Regions from separate parts of the Mus musculus genome. Here all the other regions are linked to region 4. Evidence: chromatin contacts called from public promoter capture Hi-C data. All regions are on one chromosome and are shown on one strand. Each heading gives the region's core, a stretch centred on a gene start, on an enhancer-like site or on the middle of the called end of the contact. The rest is flanking DNA. Distances are from core to core; before and after follow the strand shown. Region 1 holds the start of Trip13 (thyroid hormone receptor interactor 13). Region 2 holds the start of Mrpl36 (mitochondrial ribosomal protein L36). Region 3 holds the start of Tert (telomerase reverse transcriptase). Region 4 holds the start of Rfesd (Rieske (Fe-S) domain containing). Region 5 holds the start of Clptm1l (CLPTM1-like).

Region 1 (2,700 bases), core at 101-2,600, 2.1 Mb after region 4:
GTCTGTTTTACCAGTCTTCAAGAGAATTTACTCATTTTTAGCTTGTGAAATGTCCCCAACAACTAGATAACCACGCTATAGACAAGGTAGGAAACTCATGTTTGGGGACAGGGTCTTGCCTGGCTGTGTTCGGCAGGCTCTCACTGGTCGGTCTGGGGGTGGCTCCACCTCCACCTTCTTTCCAGGGTCGAAAGCATCAGCCTCCCCCTCTGAGTCGCAGTGTTCCTTCTCCCGTTTCCGTTTCTTCTCTTCCTGTAAGTATGGAAGAATAGAGGGCACAGAACAGCCAGAACCCTTTTAGACTGGTAATGCAGGCTCCGCACACGTCTGCGCATTCCCCAGACTGGGAAGAAGAGCCACTCCTGACACCTGACAGGCATCACCTGAAGATGCCCTGGAAGCCCAGAACTGCAGCAACGGTATAGCCAGGCGTGATTAGGGACCCATCTTAGGCCATTGAACCTTTACCTTCCGCTTCCTCCTCTCCTCCTCATCGAGGTGCTTCTCCTTCTCTGACTTTTTCTTCTTCTTTTTCTTCTTTTCTCTGTGTCTCTCCCGTTCGTGGTCTGAGCGATCGTCGTAGTAGCTGGAGTCGTGGCCAGATCCTGAGAGCTCTGTCACTTCACTTCCTCCCACCTTGAGCACCAGCTTCAGAGGCTTCTCCAGTGGCGTGTCTGTATAATCTGCACACAGACCGTACGTAGGTCAAGCTTGCAAAATACTGAGTAGAAATACTGCACCCCTGTGGGTGTGAATCTAGACAGCAAGGAGTTGTCAAAACCACAGACTATGTAATCTCAAACTGACAGATTGGTGTTCAATCCTCTCTTTCAAACCACAAAATCACCACTGAGGATATTCCGAGGGTACAACAACCCGACCTGAGACCCAGGACCCCAATTCCTTCACGGAAGCCCTCTTTTTGCTGCGGGTCTTCCTGGTGTCAGAGAGGAGGTACATAGTGGCTACAGGACCCAAAAAAGAAGCCTATAGCCTCTTCGCAGCAGATTCCCTTTTTCAGCTCTAACCCCGCCCCTCCTACGATTGTCCACTACCTGGCTCTAAGCTCCTCCTTCTCACGGGACCCCGCCCAGCACAGACCACGCCCTTCCCCTGGAACGCCTTCCCCTGCCCGTATCGGCAACCTAGACCCCGCCCGTGGGATCCGCACCTTCGTAGGACGAGCGCCATTCCGCCTTGTGCTTCTTGTGCTTTTTGCCCATGGCTGAGATAGCACGGGATCCGGTGAGAAGCGGCTGCCGGTAGCTCGACCTGCGCCAGTCGGAAGTAGCGCCTTCGCCACCGCCAAGTGCTTCCGGGTCAGGGTGGGGCGGTGCGCAGCGCGCGGCAGATTCGAAGCTCGGTGGGGCGGGGCGGGTTGCAAAGCGCCGAGCGGCTCGGGCGGCGGAAGTGGATTTGGCCGGCCCTTAGCCAAGGTGGATCCTCCTACATCGGAGAAGGCTGTCGCACAGGGCGCAGGGAGGCGACCGCGGCCTCACTCCGGCGGCATTCCCTCGGCTCCCGGCGGCGGCGCCATGGACGAGGCGGTGGGCGACCTGAAGCAAGCGCTTCCCTGTGTTGCCGAATCGCCCGCGGTCCATGTGGAGGTTCTGCAGCGCAGCGGAAGGTGAGCGTATATACGGAGTCCGACCACGCGGGGCGCGACCTGATCCGACCCCACCACGCGTGACTCCGAGTGGCACGACCTTACCCCAACTCTTAGGATTCCACCCCACAGCGTCCCACCCCTCAGTACGGCCCCACTTCGCACGACCTGAACAGCCTGACATGAACCCACCTAGTATGACCCAGCACACCTCCACCCCACTTCAGTTGACCCTAACAGCATGATCCGACTTTGCCCTCCATCCCACCACACATTACTCTTGAGTTTCACCTCTCACATTGCCGCATATCCCATCCAGACCCTACCACCATCCCAGACTATCTGGCAGGACCCCACAGCTCTCAACTGACTGGCCTATGGAGCACAGCCTAACGATGAGCTCCATGTAATAGGACCTGCTAAGCGACAGAAGTGATCTCCAGTCAATTAGGGGTGCAAGGAAGTGCAGTGTCAGTAGAGCAAGTATTTAATTTGCAAAGCCAGAATCCAGTGGCAAATTTCCTGTTACAAAGATTATGTACGTACTCCAGGTTAGACCCTACAGCTATGCATTTTCAGGTTTTCCTTAAAAGGGCTGCTAACATGGATTGAATGCTCATAATGTTTCAGGCTTGTCTCAAACACTGAATTTTTATTAATTTTCATAGTAGTGTGTGAAGAACTAGTGGCACCTCCTTTTTCTAATTAGCCTGAGGGTGGCTGATGGTATGACTGCAGGCCTGGGACCCTACAGTTGATCCTAAGACAGTACACTGCCAAGCCCCATCTTGACTAATGACTTTCTTGTATATGTCTGAGGTCTGAGGGAGGGAAGGTGTGTGTCTGTGTGTGTGTGTGTGTGTGTGTGTGTGTGTGTGTGTGTGTGTCTGAGTGTCTGTGTTTGAAACAAGTTCTTCTGTCTCAGCTTGCATGCTGAAATTACAGCCAGACCTAGCTATACTTTAGTGGGGTTTTTTTTGTTTTTTTGTTTGTTTTTGTCGTTTTTGTTTGTTTGTTTTTTGGTTTTTTTTTTTTTTTCTTGGTTTTTCGGAACAGGGTTTTTCTGTGTAGCCCTGGCTGACCTGGAACTCACT
Region 2 (2,700 bases), core at 103-2,602, 2.7 Mb after region 4:
ATCTCTCCAGCCCTCAGGCCCGATTTTTAATAGTGACAACCGCAAGATTTGAAAAATTGCTGGTGTCCTAGCACTCCCTGCAGAAGCCAGCATGCTCTGTTACCTTCTTTGAACTGAAAATGTACTAACCTCCTTCTGAAAGCATTAGTTTGGTGGTAATAAAGAACACTACTACTCCAGAGTGTAAGAACAGTCATGACAAATATTTTTAATTGGTATCCAAAAGACATTTCTATGTAAACAAGGTTTTCCTTGAGTAAAGACTGGGATAGTTGCTACACAAGAACATCGTTTGTTCTTAAATTGGGATTGTTGCACACCCCACAAGAGCTTTTTGGCTCAGGCAGCCTCTTAAAGCACTTACAATCTGCTGCATATGGTAACAAATGGCAGAGGCAGGAGTTTCTCTCCAAGTTTCAGGTCAACCAGGGTTACCGAGCCAGACTTTGTCTCAAGAGATAAAGCTGGCTCTGTATTCCTGCTTCATACACAGCTACTGTAACAATCCTTCTCCATCGGCAGCTCTGGTCTGATTAGATGTGAAGGAATTGGGCTATGATGTGGGGAAAGGGGGGTTCAACAAAGCCCTAAGGCCCATGGATCTTACAGAATGCTTAATGTTTATTTTTCTCTGATAAGGTGAAATGAATTTTCCATGGACACTGCTTGAAGACAAGGGCTACATTTGTCGCTGTTTATGCTTGGGGTTGGTCTTACAGAGGATAAACCAGCGCCCACGCCTCTTCACCTTGTAGCAGTCTTTACAGCGCTTCTTGATGACACCTTTGGTTTTGAAGCCCAGCGAGGGCAGCAGGGTCGGCAAGGGACGGCCACAGAGAACTGAGCGCACCTCTGCGCAGGGTTTGGCGCGTGGCAATGTCCCCAGCAGGAACGAGGAGAAGACTCGGGGCTTCACCGCGAGGCGACTCAGGTGCAGGAACGGGTCCACCACCGAAGCCACCACGCTCCGTACAAGCAGTGCGGCCATGCCGAGCCCAGACCTGGGGGAAGAGAAGCGTGGTCATCCTGTGCTGCACGTCTGCCAGTCCCTAGGCCCTCCCCTATCAAGGTTACTTGGCATCAGAGGTCAGAGCACACATGCCAGGGTTGCACTCTGGGCTCCGCGTCTCCATGTGCCCAGGCCTGCGCACTCCGGAGAAGCCGCAGATTCCGGAGGCTCACTCACGCCGGCCAGGGACCCCGCCCGCACTCCCGGCCAGCAGCTCTGGCACCACCTCTGCCTGCCCCCATGAAACCTGGGACCCACACCTGGGAAGGGGTGCCACCGGCGGAGAAGTCCTTAATCAACTTCGGGCGCCGGTTAGCGAAGCTTCCGCGTCTGCGCAGTGGAGTGGGACGCCACCGCCAGGAAGAAAGATGGCGTAAGGTCACGTGGGATGACGTGTGCTGTGCAGAGGACGACTAAGGAGCAGATAAAGCCTTCCTTGTCTCAGTATTCTTTATCCAGAATCCTGCACTCTAAGCTCTGCCTCTGCAGATGCTGGGACCAAGACCGGTGCCCATGGGAGAAGAAAAAAAAAAAAGACAGAAAAAGCAGGCTTTGACTGTAAAAGAAACTGCAAACAGTGAATATATTGGAAACAAAACAAAACCCAACATTCAGACAAAATGTACAGGTCATATGTTTACATTAAGAGACGTTCTGGCAGACATGGGAAAGGCCAGAGGAGCAAGTGCAGACACTGCTCTAGTTAAGTCCCTACCCGCGAACTAGGAAAAGCAACAAGGAACGTGGAAAGACCAACATACACCATTACTGATTTCTACAGTTAATTTCCATATATATACATGTATATATGTATATATGTGTGCGTACAGGTAATTCCTATATATAGGGCTTCTACAGTTAATTCATATACATTGGATTTCAGGTGGTTCGTAAATCTACCCATCTTATTTTTATGTATAGCAAAGTAGGTTGTCATTAAGGCTAATGTAGTTCTCTCTAACTCCCAGTCTCACCCTTCACACTAAGCACCCATAGGAATACCTTGAGTTCCAGCCAATAGATGACTGTGAGCATTCACTTCTGTATTTGCCAGAACACAGGGCCCCTAATGAAGGAGCTAGAGAAAGTACCCAAGGAGCTAAAGGGGTTGACAACCCTATAGGAGGAACAACAATATGAACTAACCAGTAAACACCGCCCCCCCCCCCCAGCTGTGTCTCTGGTTGCATATGTAGCAGAGGATGACCTAGTCGGCCATCAATGGGAGGAGAGGCCCTTGGTCTTTCTTTGGGGATTATATGCCCTAGTTCAGGGCAATGCCAGGGCCAGGAAGTGGGAGTGGGTGGGTTGGGGAGGGGGGAGGGAGGAGGGTATAGGGGACTTTGGGGGATAGCATTTGAAATGTAAATGAAGAAAATATCTAATAAAAATGCCTAAAAAAAAAAAAAAAAAAGAAAGAAAGAAAGAAAAGGAAAAAAGGACTCCAGAGTTCTAGCAATTAAAAAAAATAATGTGGGTCAGAGAGATGGCCTGGGAGTCACAAGTGCTTTCCATGCAAGTCTGTAGACCTCAGTTCAGTCCCCAGAACTCACATGGAAAAAGAGACTGGCTTCCTCCAACTTCCACATGTGCTCTGTGGCACCTGTGTATGAACTCACATGTGTGTGAACTCATACACAGACAGGGGGTGTTAGGGTTTAAATAGAGACTTAGGGCTGGAGAGATAGCTT
Region 3 (2,700 bases), core at 144-2,643, 2.4 Mb after region 4:
TATCGACGCGATAGACGGTGTGTCCTGCAGAGTGGTCCTGATGTCCTAGGCCTTGAGCCCAGAAAGATGATCTCCACCAGTCTCCTGGCCCCAGTCAAGTTAGGCTGGAGGTTGCTGAGTAGGAATGAGGGGTTTAGACGCTCTTGGCCATCTCCCCTGGAGTAAAGGAAATGTCTGGTCTCAATAAATGGCCTGAGCTGAAAGGCATTTTGGCGGGGTGGTGACAGCAGAGATGTGGAGCTGGGCTTGTGTTTACAGCACACCGACCCAGAGAGACTCAGGTCAGACACCTTTCCTTTAGAAGACAAATCTTTCTCTGCAGTAGGCACCTCGGGGGACCGAGCAGGACTTGGCACCCATGATTTGCCTGATGGGGTTGGTAGCACCTGCCTGTGGGGTCCCTCCTCCACTCTCGGGACAGGATAGCATCTGGCCTTCTTAGCTGAAGGCACACTTGTACTGGTGAGACTCAGATGCCTCTTTGTACCTCGAGATGGCAAGGCCAGGGGTTTCGGTGCTTCCTGGCGACTACTGCTCTTGATCTGTTGTAAGAACCTAAGGTTAGTGAAATTCCTGCCCACGGGTCGGGTGGGCCTGTAACTAGCGGACACAGAGGGCCAGATATCCGTGGTGGCACAAATTTGGTACAGGGGAGACCCACACACCTGGTAGGCACAGCTGGGGGGCACCAGAAGATAAAGAGCACAGTGTGCCAGCAGGTAGACCAGCAGGTCGTCGCCCACTCGGCTCAACAGTAGCATCCATGCACCACTGACACGCAGGGTCTCAATAACAGTGTTGGGCAAGTAGCTACGCACGCTACTAGTGAAGGCCATGGGAGGCCCGCCTCTGGCCTCGTTAAGCAGCTCAAAGCCAAAAGCCAGCACGTTTCTCTCGTTGCGCTCGCAGAGTCTCTGCACAACCCTGGCCACCAGCTCTTTCAGGGATGACACCTGGTAAGGAGAAGAGGGTCTTGACACATGAGCTAGACGCACTATCCCACGTCCTCCCGGCTTTCCGCCCCTGACCCATGGGGATCCCGCCTGGAGGCCCACCTGGTGGAAGGAAAGGTCGGCAGGTGGAGGCTGTGAGCCCCAGTGCATGCACACTAGGCATTGGGCAACCAAAGTGCGGTAGATCTTCGGGTCCCCGGGTTGCACAAGCCGCCTGCCCTCGGGCCCCAGGCGCCGCACAAAGGTTGCCAGCGGCCACACCTCCCGGTATCGGCTGCGCAGCAGAGAGCGCACCGCGGGGCAACGAGGAGCGCGGGTCATTGTGCTCAAGGCCGGGATGGGCCTCCCACGTGCGGGAACCAAGATGCAAGGGTGTGCTTAGAAAACAGCCAGGACCCAGGCCACTGAGAGTCCACGACGAAAAAGATGAGGCTGGGAACGGAGGAAGGGGCGGGATTCAGGCGGACCAAGCGTTGTAGCGGAAGGGGCGGGGTCGCAGCAATAGTACTTTTCCGTTGATGGTCACAATGCTGGTGCATGAGGACCAGGTGTGTTCCCCGGCCAAGTTCAGTGGTTGCTGGATGTGTTGGAGTAACGAAAGGGGGCGCACTCATGCAGGATTTCCCTCTACAGAATGCTTCTCGGGCTTCCTTTTCGCCCTGAGCTGGGAATCCCCAGGTGGTCTAGACTGGGGCGAGGTTTGGGCAAGCAAAGAAGCCTATCCTTGATGTATTGAAGGTTAGGTAGGCGGAGGGACCTAAGGTTTTGCCTGTTCCTGAGCTGACTGCTCCAGCCTGCTGTGGTTGACACAGACAGTGAGGTGGGTGGTGGCAATCTCAGTTCTTAATGATTACAGCTGAAATTCTACTATATAGGTTAAGGCTTTATTGTGGTGCGACCATACACTCAGATCCCAAATATGTTCCGTAAACACCCACCACCAAAGGAAGGGGACTAGGTAAAAGCCCTGCGTTAGCTTTTTTCACTGTTCCAGTGGCCTTCACCTCAGAGTCCAGAGCATCATCTCAACTCACGCACCCATAGCAAGGCCAGGGCCATTGGGTGAGGGCGCTTGCCTGTGCACACAGCCAAAGCGGCGACCTCGACCTTAGGATGGCAGCTCTGCTAGGTTGGCAACTGTGATAGTACTTGCACGTGTGAGGCGGGGGTAGGATAGGGGTGGGGGTTGTTGTTGGGGCATATGTAATGACACGACTCTGAGCCATAGTTAGAGAGGGGCTGCTGAATTTTGAATCTCTGGGAAATAGGGAATCTGTGATCTCTACTGTAGCTGAGTTTGGCAAACACTGAAATGCTAACAAATATAACCTTTGGTGCCTTCAGCTTTCTGAGGAAATTGCTTCTATCCACCGACCTAGCATTTGAACAGGCGCGTTTTCATATTTACTCCCTTATAGGAGGTCTGCCGCCTTGTAAATGCTCAGGATTACAGGAGCTATTTTAGAAGTCCGTTTAGTGGACATCAGTCTTTTTGAGGGGTTTGTTTGAGATTTGCTTAGTTCTGCTACTTAGGAGATATGGGCCTGAACTGAGAAATTTATGCCAACAATGAAGCTACCTTAGTGTAGTTCCCCAAAGAAACCAGCATAGAAAACAGTCTCAAAAATAAGAATATCGCGGGGCATGGTGGTGCACACTTGTAAGCTACCTTAGTGTAGTTCCCCAAAGAAACCAGCATAGAAAACAGTCTCAAAAATAAGAATATCGCGGGGCATGGTGGTGCACA
Region 4 (2,700 bases), core at 149-2,648:
ATTTTCCGCAAAAAGGCTTCTACAAAGAAGATTGTGCTGAGACTGGAGTGCATTGAGCCCAACTGCAGATCTAAGAGGATGCTGGCTATTAAGAGATGTGAGCATTTTGAATTGTGAGGCGACAAGAAGAGAAAGGGCCAAGTGATCCAGTTCTAAGCTGATTTTGTTATGAATAAAATCTTGACCTTTCACTCCCTCTGATTGCAGTTGGTCTTTCTGGGAGGGAAAAAATGAAAAGCTTTCAGAAATTAAAAAACAAAAATATATATTGAATCCTTTCTAAGATTTTTACTTCATTGATCTGGTATACTGGGCAAAGTTGCTTTGTTATTGTTTTTTGGTTTTGTTTGTTTTAATTCCTAGGCAGATCTAAAGCCTAGCCAAGATTATGAGCTATTGAATCAAAGGATCATTAATTTTAAAAAATCCTTATTATTCTGTGTGAGCAGGGACATGCATGCTACAGCATAGTTTGTTAAGTCAGTTCCTACATCATTAAATGAGCTCTGGGCTACAACTCAGGCTGTCCCGTTTACAAGCACCCTTACTCCATGAATCATCTTGCTGGCCTCTTTTTTCTTTTTTCTTTTTTTAAAGCAGGGTGTCTGTGCTGCCCAACACTTGGGTTCAAGTGATCAACTTCAGCCCGGGTTGTGGGCTCTATAAGAGCTTGCCACGTGCCAGTTTACAGAGAATGCTTGCAAACCAGTAAGACTCATTTAGCTTGCACCTCTGAGCATAAGTATGGGGAGTTCTTATTGTGTTGCTCTTAATGTAACACTGAAAGAGAAATTGAAAGTGAAAACACACCATCTCCCCTTAAATCTAGTAATTTTTAAAAGCTTTGGTATACACAAATACTTAACCTATTTGTATCTCAAGCAATGAGTTATTTGTGTTAAAGAGAGCATATTACACATGGGAGCCTGTATGGTGTAGTGTATGGAATTGGACCTTTGGGTATACAGTATATGGCTGTAAAGTTTTCCCATGTTCTAGGTATTATTTCGCTTAGGGATGAGATTGCTGAGTGCATTTAAAATTTGGATAAATTTAGAGTGAGTCCGATTATCGTTCTTTGAAAAAAGAAAAGAGAAAGAAAATGATGCACCTACTCATATCCCACAAGAGCTAGAAAAATTCCACAAACAGGACAGCAGCCTGATGGAGGGACGGGAGGGGAGCCAGTACTTCCTAGCACGTGACCCCTGCCCCGCCTCCTCACAAACTCGCGTCGCGCAGGCGCAGGACGCAGGGGCTGCGGGAGCTGGGTGTTGAGGGCGGGGCGAGGACCCCAGCACAGTAAGTTAGGTTCTCGCGGTGCGGGAATTGGGTGAGGGGAGCGGGGCGGAGATTTCTGGCACGCTGCTGCTTCCGGTCGGACACCGCCCGGGCCTGCACTTCCTGCGTCCGCTGGCAGCGGTTCCGAGTCCTCGGGTGTCTGAGCAGGGAGCGTTTGGACCCTCGTGGACTGGCATTGGCAAGAGCCTCAGTGAACTGTTCGCCTTGACAGTTGGGCCACAGCCGGGACCTGCAGCCATTTAAATAGGCTTTTCCGCACTTGTGCCATAAACTATGAAAGCGAATCCTTCTGACGTCCCACGCACCCCAAATATTCTCCTGGGATGGCCGTCGGGACGACTGCTGGTTGCCGTGCTGTCCCTAGCGCCGCTCAATCTAGCAGCTGCGGCCTGTCTTCTTAGCAAATAAAACTGGTTTGAGAACTGCTAAAGCCATGGGGGTGGCTACCAGCCTTGCTGCGCTTCCTGCGGTTGCACCCAGCTGTATAGAGTAGAGGTGCCTTAACGTGGTTGTCCTCTGCACACCCTATGATACAGGCCTCTTAGGAAGCAGTCCGGGATTCAGACGCTGGTGAAACGCCTTGTCATCTTTAATACCAGACATTGGCAGTAATTCGCTCAGCTGCACGGCTTCATTAAATTGGGCAAGTGTTTTACTTTAGATATTTGTGAAGACAATCTTGTACATTAGCATTCCTACATAAACATTCAGAACCATCTTTTCCGATACATGTGTGCACTGCGAATATAAAACTCTCTATACGTTTTTGCCGAACGGTTTTTGTGACTTTCAAGATGATTTTCTTTCAGGCCACATGTTTTTTGTTTTTTGTTTCTTTTCTTTTATAAATCGCTGGCTGCTAGTGACACGAAAGTTACACCAAGCAACATATGAGCTTACAGATATTTAATTTTGTGAGGAGTAATGAACATTTACACGCAAAGTGTCCAAGCGGTAGTGAAATGTAGCTAGTCAAATGTATTTATTATCATCAAACTGCTACTGACTAAAGCATTTCCCTTCCCTGAGCCTAAAAGCCAGGGTGTCACCCTGGAGATAAGCACTGTGATAATTTGTGGGCCAGGTCCCCACTCTAAGAGTCCCTGAGTCATTGCTCAAGAGGAGTGACACATGAGTGTGAGTACCTTTAATTTCATGTCTTTTGTCTTCAGTGACTTTATACTTGAATGAATTATCTACATTAGAAAGGTGTTTAAAACTGTCGGGGCCATCCACTTATCTAAAACAAATAGTTTTATATGGAATTCTCACTTTAAGAAATCTAATTTTAGGGATCTACGAACAACAAAACAGTTTTTATTTTTAAAGACAATGGTAGAACAGAACATTTTTTATTTTTATTTTTTTTTGTCAAAAACTGTATTAAAAATTATGTTC
Region 5 (2,700 bases), core at 139-2,638, 2.4 Mb after region 4:
AAATCATATGTCAAATGCTAAGCCATGTTAATTCCCAAAAGTTACTGTATATAGCTGAGCATTGAGATTTATATTCTAATGCCAAAGGTCACTTACTTGTAAGTAACAAGTGAACTAACTACTCTTACTAGGTAGGCCAATGTATCATTCCTTGGGAGACTACATGGGCTGTAGTAAACCACGCTGCCCTTAGATTGCAGTAAAAGCTACTTGCTAAGTGACAAACACCTGTTACTTTCAGCTTGACTGTTTACACAGACCCTAGACAGGAGTGCTTCTATAGGATGTCCTCACTCTACATACAATGCTATCCATGACATCCTGGAACCCATCTCTGGCAATCTGTCCCACATCCACACCTTTCAAATTTGGAATCCACATCAAAGTCTTCCACGTTCAAGATCAGGTCCACATTGTTCTCTGCACCAAGGCTGGACCGTGTGGTGGTGTAAACACTCAGCTGGAAAGAGTGAGCAAGAATGAATAGCCAAAAGGTCCTGATAGAAAACATGTAACTATTGTGAGAGGGTAGCAATCTGAGGGCTACCTCTCAGAGGGTGAGCTTGGGCAAGATGGCCTGTGTGACACTGCTGTGAACAAGGAACCTAACTGTAGAGCTGACCTGTCCGGAATTCCCACTAGAAGCAGGAAGTGACACAGGTGATAAGAGGGCAGAGCTAGCAGCCTGACTCCCATATGGCTGGAGATCTCCTGTTAACTTCCACTGGGGTCCCGTTAGGAAACACGTGTAGGGCAACTGGATCTCAGTTATAATCGGGGTAGGGCAGAGCACCAAGGGGTAACAAGAGAGCAGCAGAGAACAGAGAAGTCTCAACTCCAGCTCTCACTGCCACCTAACCAGAACATTGGACAGTGACATCAGTGATAAGGGGCAAAACTGGTAGCCCGAAACCCTCTGACCAGTGCCAGTAGGGGGTGGGTGGTAGCACCCGGCCGGGAGGCGCCTTCTTAGGGCTCCCGGACGCTCACCTGCAGTTTGGGCCGCAGGGCCAGATAGGGCTGGATGCAGTTGGAGTCACCCGAGCACGGACGGGTATAGACGATACCGTACATGACCCAGCAGGTATGCACCACGTACACCAGGAACACGCCCACCACCAAGCTGGTAAAAGAGCTGCGGCCGCTCCACATGGCGCCGCAACCTGCGGGCCGAGCGCCGCCGCCGCCCGCCGCTCACGGGAGAGCCGCTGCGCGCCACCGCCACCGCCGCGGGGAAACCAACGCGCCTCGCGCGGGCCGCCGGCCGCCCCGCATGCTCCCGATAACCCACACCCGGCGCTGGGGGATTGGCCGGATTTGCCGGCCACCGCTTCCGGGAACCGAGCAGCTGGCGGAAGTGGACGCGCACGGCCCTCTGGGAGCCAGACGCTCCGCCACGCACTCGCAACCTCACGACGACCGCACGACCGGCGCGCGCGCGTGACGTCAGCCTCTTGCGCCGTACTCCCGGCATGCCTGTGGGAGCCCAGGTCCGCCACCAACCTTGGCGGCACCCGGTTCTTGGAAATTTTTTCTTTGCGTTGCTCTTCTTAAGGCCCTGTGCAGCCTTACGGCGGCGCCCCAGGATGATGGCGGGGACGACCCTGATCCTGGCTCTTCAAAGTCTAGGGGAGCGTCCAAAAGTTAAGAAAACACGGAGGAGACTCAGGAAACTCAAATACCGATTTCTCGGGTGTGAGGTTACTGTGTTGATAACATGCAGTTCAAGATGGCCAGAAAAGGTCAAAAAGAGTTTTTACAGGTCACTTGCCCCTTTTGTCAGAAGAATAAGTTCCTTTGCGGTAATATAAATCTTAATCCTGGCTAACATGCAAAGGTAGGTTATATCTCAAGAAGATCTTTTTCCCGGACTTCCCATTACTCATTCAGATAAAACCATCTGGGTTCTTAAATTTATTTATTCACTTTACATCCCGATGTCAGCCCCTACTCTCCTCTTATCCTCTCCCCTGTCCCCTCTCCCCTTCTCATCTCAGAAGGGGGTAGGCCACTCAGATAAACCATCGGAGTCCATTAATTGTTCACTTTACGTCCTGATGCCAGCCCCTACTCTCTTCCCTACTCCCTCTCCCCTTCTCTGAGAAGGGGAGGCTCCACTGGGTACCAACCCACCCCTGGCACATCAAGTCACTGCAGGACTGGCCACATTCTCTCCCACTGAGGCCAGACAAGGCAGCCTAGTTAGGGGAACGGGATCCACAGGTAGGCAACACTGGGACAGACCCGGGTCCATTTGTTGGGGAACTTGAATGAAGACCAAGCTGCACATCTGCTATATATGTGTTGGGGTGGGGTGTAGGTCCAGTCCATGTATGCTCTTTGGTTGGTGGTTTAGTCTTTGGGAGACCCCCAAGGGCCCAGGTTAGTTGACTCTGTTGGTCTTGTGGACTCCTGTCCCCCCCAGATCTCAATTCTTGCTCCAACTTTTCTATAAGACTCCCCAAGCTCTGTCTAATGTTTAGCTGTGGGTCTCTGTATCTGTTTCAGTCAGCTGCTGGGTAGAGCCTCTTAAGAGGACAGTTATGCTAGGCTCCTCTCTGCAAGAATAACAGAGTATCAGGTTCTTCTGGCCTTCATTTTAATCTTCTTAAATATTTCTTGGTTTAGGGTATACACAGTTTCTAGAGTGAAGTGGCCAGTGCTGTGACAGCCCAGGACGATGGCCTGCAGAGATCAAGC

What was found. Promoter capture Hi-C pulls out the DNA fragments that hold promoters and counts their contacts.
Region 1: a contact with region 4 is called in a promoter capture Hi-C map of liver, with 5 times the contacts expected there. The contact joins the promoter of Trip13 here to the promoter of Rfesd in region 4. A contact is called at or near these places in 3 of 39 promoter capture datasets (liver and pre-B cells), 1 of 484 Hi-C or Micro-C datasets (CD4 T cells) and 1 of 9 other capture datasets (adipose tissue).
Region 2: a contact with region 4 is called in a promoter capture Hi-C map of pre-B cells, with 2.8 times the contacts expected there. The contact joins the promoter of Mrpl36 here to the promoter of Rfesd in region 4. A contact is called at or near these places in 2 of 39 promoter capture datasets (liver and pre-B cells), 2 of 484 Hi-C or Micro-C datasets (CD4 T cells and CD8 T cells) and 1 of 9 other capture datasets (liver).
Region 3: a contact with region 4 is called in a promoter capture Hi-C map of liver, with 4 times the contacts expected there. The contact joins the promoter of Tert here to the promoter of Rfesd in region 4. A contact is called at or near these places in 3 of 39 promoter capture datasets (liver and pre-B cells).
Region 5: a contact with region 4 is called in a promoter capture Hi-C map of pre-B cells, with 2.1 times the contacts expected there. The contact joins the promoter of Clptm1l here to the promoter of Rfesd in region 4. A contact is called at or near these places in 3 of 39 promoter capture datasets (liver and pre-B cells).

Annotation. Positions count from the first base shown.
Region 1 is chr13:73,936,417-73,939,116 of GRCm38.p6, reverse strand. It overlaps Trip13 (thyroid hormone receptor interactor 13), which reads left to right and starts at 1,350. Exons shown (of 13, transcript NM_027182.2): 1 at 1,350-1,627. The coding sequence starts at 1,536. It overlaps Brd9 (bromodomain containing 9), which reads right to left and starts at 1,289. Exons shown (of 16, transcript NM_001378947.1): 1 at 1,172-1,289; 2 at 469-683; 3 at 120-252. The coding sequence starts at 1,223.
Region 2 is chr13:73,329,661-73,332,360 of GRCm38.p6, reverse strand. It overlaps Mrpl36 (mitochondrial ribosomal protein L36), which reads right to left and starts at 1,352. Exons shown (of 2, transcript NM_053163.1): 1 at 1,270-1,352; 2 at 183-1,001. The coding sequence starts at 988. The coding sequence ends at 680.
Region 3 is chr13:73,625,604-73,628,303 of GRCm38.p6, reverse strand. Tert (telomerase reverse transcriptase) reads right to left here and starts at 1,393. Exons shown (of 16, transcript NM_009354.2): 1 at 1,056-1,393; 2 at 1-953. The coding sequence starts at 1,274. RefSeq lists enhancers at 1,454-1,474, 1,615-1,634 and a promoter at 1,304-2,700.
Region 4 is chr13:76,017,260-76,019,959 of GRCm38.p6, reverse strand. It overlaps Rfesd (Rieske (Fe-S) domain containing), which reads left to right and starts at 1,398. Exons shown (of 4, transcript NM_178916.5): 1 at 1,398-2,439. It also overlaps the pseudogene Gm4165.
Region 5 is chr13:73,602,690-73,605,389 of GRCm38.p6, reverse strand. Clptm1l (CLPTM1-like) reads right to left here and starts at 1,388. Exons shown (of 17, transcript NM_146047.2): 1 at 991-1,388; 2 at 360-460. The coding sequence starts at 1,152.